Linked DNA regions of Lactuca sativa: region 1 is linked to region 2. Evidence: chromatin contacts called from public Hi-C data. All regions are on one chromosome and are shown on one strand. The core of a region is the stretch at or near the end of the contact, and the rest is flanking DNA. Distances in the headings are between cores, read along the strand shown.

Evidence for each region. A called contact is a pair of places that touch in the nucleus more often than the background predicts.
Region 1: a Hi-C map of leaf shows a contact between it and region 2, with 6 times the contacts expected there. The contact joins the promoter of LOC111886600 here to the promoter of LOC111886589 in region 2. A contact is called at or near these places in 2 of 4 Hi-C or Micro-C datasets (both in leaf).

The regions. Positions count from the first base shown.
Region 1 is chr5:225,436,569-225,439,268 of Lsat_Salinas_v11, forward strand. It overlaps LOC111886600 (60S ribosomal protein L39-1), which reads left to right and starts at 1,418. Exons shown (of 3, transcript XM_023882856.3): 1 at 1,418-1,568; 2 at 2,027-2,130; 3 at 2,228-2,489. The coding sequence starts at 1,566. The coding sequence ends at 2,276. All of the region lies in intron 9 of LOC111886598, which reads right to left.
Region 2 is chr5:225,287,762-225,290,717 of Lsat_Salinas_v11, forward strand. It overlaps LOC111886589 (two-component response regulator ORR22), which reads right to left and starts at 1,369. Exons shown (of 6, transcript XM_023882837.3): 1 at 899-1,369; 2 at 587-739; 3 at 102-479; 4 at 1-8. The coding sequence starts at 1,031.

The DNA.
Region 1 (2,700 bases), core at 168-2,667, 150 kb after region 2:
AGTAAGAACATGTTTTAAAGATGAGTGTGTATGTAGTAGAGAGAGAGAGAAAAAAAAAGCACACACCATCTTCATCGAATCCAATAGAAGCAAAGATAAAAATCAGTGAATTCAAACTTGGGAAGGATTTTGAATTTTGTGAATATATTACCTGTAATAACATTCTTATAGTACCAACTGAATCGATGAATGAGTAATCAGAACTCTATCTTCGTAATCGTCTTCAAGCGCCTACATATAACAAATGCTTATTAAGTTCCCGTGTTTGAGAGAGAACATGATTAGAATCAACCGATAACTCTATTGGTTAAGATTAATCATGGTGAAAATCAATCAGAATGAAAAGATAATTAACAATATAGAATCCTAATCAACAGACAATGTAACAACGTAATAGCCGACCTTGAGGAAGCGACTCAGAAAGGATTTCAATCAAATATGTTGCAATCATCATGATCGACTTATAAAAAAACGCTAATTAGGTGGCTGATTTATCTCTTTCAACATGGAAAGTATTCATTACACACGAACGTTTGTAATCAATAGAATTTGTAATACGTTCAATCAATAGGGAATTGTTTTGTTATGATGACATCATCAGAAATATGGAGAACGATGCAAAGGTTGAAATCAATCAAGGAAACCCAATAAATGGTCCTGATTGTTGAGTGTGACATCATCAGGTTTCGGTTTTAATATATATAAACATAGCAAATATGACAAAACAATTTACATAATGAAAAGTGCGTATTTAACATGTTACATAACATACACTTATCTTTTGTTAAATCTAAAATAGGTTACCAAGTTATTTAATCTAAAGTATATATTGAATATAATTAACTACAGAGTAAATAAATTATATAATTAAAAAAAATATAATTAATTTTCAATTTAAATTTGAAAAAAATAGTCTAGTTAGGATTCTTTAAGAGACTAAACACTACACTCAAATTATGTACATAGGTTGCAAGAAAAGACTTTGTTTAGGTCGCAAAAAAAAACTTTGTTAATTTTATTTTTAGTGAAGACTTGTGGTCAAATGCATTTACGTATTGTTAAACTAAAATCTCAATAGTTTTAGTCATCAATCATGAAATCTATCTCATCACCATATATTGGAATTGTTTGTTATAAAAGTAAAGACTTTTATGGTGTTATTGATTTTTAAATTTGGATTACGAAATTAAAAATTAAGAAAAAATTGATCGCAGTTATTTACATTTTATCCATAGAGATACATATGGCCTTTTGAACAAGTGAAATGTAGTCTTTAGAAGTAAAAATAATTACTCGTTATTCAGCCAAAATTTGTTTTAAAGAATCTACTGATTAAAAAATTATTTCTTTCAAATAAAAATTACTAACTTATTTATTTATTTATTCATTTTTCAAAATCGACCATTTTAAAGTTTAAACCCTAATTGGGCTTCTTCGACATAGCCCACCCAAAACCAGAACAAAACCCTAGCTACATATAACCTCTGTCATAGCGGCCACCATCTTAAGCGAACCAGAGAAGATCCGAAGAAGTAGAGCTCTTGTGCTCTCCGAAGACGAACGCCATGGTAATCTATTCTATCTTTTCTTCAACCTCATGTTAAAAATTGCTGATCGTAACTACAAATCGTAGACAGTTTCTTCCTTTTAGATCAATTTCAGAAGTTGAAATTATGTAAATCTACTTCTGTTTTGGATATAAGAAACCACTACCTTAGATGATGATTCTAGACTAGTTTTTAGAATTTTACGGTTTGCGGTTGTTCGTTTAGGGTTATAAGAGAGATATTTGCTAAATAACTTAAGGTTTCATCGCTGTAGTGTGATATAAATTCGAGAATGTAATCTCCATCGCAGATTCTGTGAGTTTGAGCTAAATTTGCTTTATATCGATTGTTGCAATGAGCTAAAAGCATATAGAAAATGAGATGCTCTGTCCGCTCTGGTTCGAGCATTCCATGAGTGTTTATCTTTGAGCTCATAGAATTCATATGAACAATCATAAAAATGTTTAATTTTGAAACAGCCTTCACACAAATCATTCATGATCAAGAAGAAGCTCGCAAAGAAGATGAGGCAGAACAGGCCCATTCCTCACTGGATTCGCATGAGGACTGACAACACGATCAGGTCAAATTAATTTCTCCAACTTTCATCATCATTCTGAAATCCCAATTTATGATTTTGCTTTTGTATTTTTTTGTTGACATCTGTTTGTTTGATTCAGGTACAATGCAAAGCGCAGGCATTGGCGTAGAACCAAGCTTGGATTTTGAGGTGCTATTTTGTTTAATTCAATCAAGATTTTTGTTCTTGTTTTTCAATATTTAGCTTAAAGTGGATTTGAGTTTAATGTTTTTAATTTCTTGGAATTTGAAGATGTTTTTGATTTGACCTTGTTTATCATGTATCTTAAATGATGTTAGGCCATTTGTTGTTTTGATCTAAACTTGCTGTTTTTGATAATCAAAGGAAAATCTTTGCAGAGAGTTTGTGTCTCTGATTTTTTGACAAATCAATAGTAATCTTTAATAGAAAGAATAATATTATAATGTTTGACGTCTGTGAAACCATAAACACAAAATTAACCACTTTTTATAAATTCATATATCAATTTTTTTTCTGGTTTGGCCACATTTGATGATGAGTGGTGACTTGCAACATCAACAAAACATGTGTCTTATATATGAGATTTGGTGT
Region 2 (2,956 bases), core at 119-2,618:
AACAGCTTCTGGTTATAAAAATAGAAAAAAGGAATCATCAAAGAGTGTCGATGAAACAAGTTTAGATACGAACACAAGAACAAAAAGACAGAAAAGCTCACTCTCGATTCCAAGTTGATTAACAGCAGCAACGAACTTTCTATGAAGATCAATAGACCAAACAACACGTGGCTTCTTCTGCGAAGATGGATCGTCATCTTCATTCCCATTATCTTCACCATCGTCATCCTCATCTTTTCTTTTCCGATTAAGTTTCCCATTCAGATCTCCACTTCCGGCTTCCTGTCCACCTTCACCTCCATGATTCTGCCGATCTTGGTTGTCAGATTTCGATTGAGATTTTGACTCCACTTTTCTACGAATCACATGTTGCCATATATTACGTAATTCCTCCAAACGAACCGGTTTCACAAGGTAATCACAAGCCCCATGTGTTATCCCCTTCATTACAAGCTTCGGGTCGCTGTTTCCCGATAACACTGTTGACAATTTCAAAAGAAAAATTAGAAAACCCACATCGATTTTGACTTCGGAATTGGAGAAATTGGAGAAATTGAAGAAATTGAAGTGGGAATTTGTGAATTACTGATAACGGGTAAGTCCATTTCAAGACCAACGAGTTCAAGAAGCTTGAAACCATCCATGTCCGGCATATGAACATCACTGATCACAAGGTCAAATCGGTTTCGATTTTCTCTTAACATCTTCAATGCTGTTATGGCTTGACTTGTGGTTGTAACTGCAAAATCCAAAATCAAATGTTTTTTAAACAGAAACCTAACTCAATTTTTCATGAAAAGGGATAAAAAATAAAGATTGAAACCCTGAAAAAGTTAAAATGATTGAGTCAACACTTTAAAGAATATAATCTTTTAACAACAGTTGAAACGAAGCTAACCTTGGTATTGGCATTTCCTTAAAAGCCCATCTAATAACTTCAAACAAGTTGGATCATCATCGACAGCAAGAACTCTCATCCCAATGGGAAATCTGTCAATTTCGTTAGACCCTCTAATTTCTTCTACAGTCATCTTCTTGTTGTTTTTTTCTTTATAATTATTTGAAACACAAATCCAGATGATGAAAAAGAGATCAAACAAGATTCAAGAAACACACAAGATTCAGAAAGTTTGGATTTTTTTCATCTGTTTGACCACCTTGTTGACGAACAAAACCACCCCAGAAAGAAAAAAGAATGATTTCAAAGATAATAGAGAGAGAAACAGGATCTTGGAGAGAGAGAAAACAAGATAGTGACTTGGACTGGAGCTTAATACATATTGACAATGATGGGGGAAATTTGGCCAGAACAGATTGAATGGCTTTCAACGCAACAATACACAGAATCAAAAACTCTCTCTCTCTCTCCCTCTCTCTCTCTGGATTTGTCTTTTGCTTTTTTTTTATCTACTTCTTTTTGCAGAAATAAAAAAGCCCCTTTTTAATAAAATATTATTTTGGGTAATATCAATGTATACATATAATCTAGTATATGTACACATTTACATCTTTGTTTCTATTGAGAAACAATGGAGACTTTCTTTTTCCCCTTTCTTAGAATCTTTACCTCTCATGGATATATATGGAAGCTTTATTATAACTTTTGGGTGATATAAGTTTGTTGTAAAAACAGAATCTTTTAATAAACATTAATAACTCTTCAACGTCAAGTTAGTTAAAAGGCAGACACTCAACACACACGTTAAAACTTAAAAACATAACAAGTCATATTCGGTTTTTATCTAAGAAAGCTTAATTTGAATTTGAATAGAAATATTAGTTTTTTTATATTTTATATATAGAGAGATATAGGGTAAAAATATATAGTATAAGATTTTGAAGATACACTTAATCTGTTAAAATTCCGGATTAGAAGAAGAATAAAGAAACCCAATTATTAAGCAATCCTAGCCGTCCATTTGCTTTGATAATACTAATGGACCCATCCATTAATCATATGCAACTCATAGTAATAAACATGTTAATTAGAAAACGCTTTTATGGTGAAAAGACGTTTTCTTTAATTAATAAAAAGTCTTGAAGGGTAATATGGTAATTGAAATGGAGGGACAGAATCTTGGAGTAATTATCCTATCAAGTTTAAAATGCTAATTATATTAAATTGCCATTTGCAGGTTCAACAGACTAGCCATTTAAAGCCCTCTCAAATAATACCTTTGCTTGATTAGGTATGGTGCTTAATTAGAGGCTTATTTATTTATAATTTTCAATAATAATACTACTATAAATAATAAAATAACCAAATGTCATTTTCCCCATTCATTTGACCTACCAAATGTGACATGTTCCGAGTAAACATGTGTGTTTATGTTTGATTTTGTTTTTAGTTATTTTCTATAAATAAATCATTACACAAGTTCATAAATGACTCGTAATCATGATTTTTTATAATAAAAGTTCTTGTACTATTTTTCTATGCTATGAATAACTAATATCCTAATATCCTATGATAATTTCAACTAATCAATTTTTCGTATGAAAACTAGAAAGGTTGGTTTAACTAAACATGTCAAACTATGGTCCAAATATAAATTAAGCAGAATGAGTAATTTTTGTATGTACCATAAACATTTTTTTCGTCTATTTTTTTAAATGTTAAAATGTACCATATAAATGGCTAACGTAAACTCGTTCAATGCCCATATAGGAGGTAATCTGATAAAAAATTGTTATATTTCGGACGTTTTATTGTTTGATTTATTGATCTACTATATGGAATTCCGTACAACAACTATAAAGCTCCTACAACAAAAGCAATTGTTTTATGATTGTAAATAACTTGTATGTCAAATATATAAATAACTAAATAAAATAATAATAATCTACTTTTGCAATACAATATGATGGAAATCTATATTTTTATTTGGTAACCTGATTCCTATTTATCTTTTTTGAAACACTTAAATTTTTTTTGAAACAACTTAAAAAACATATT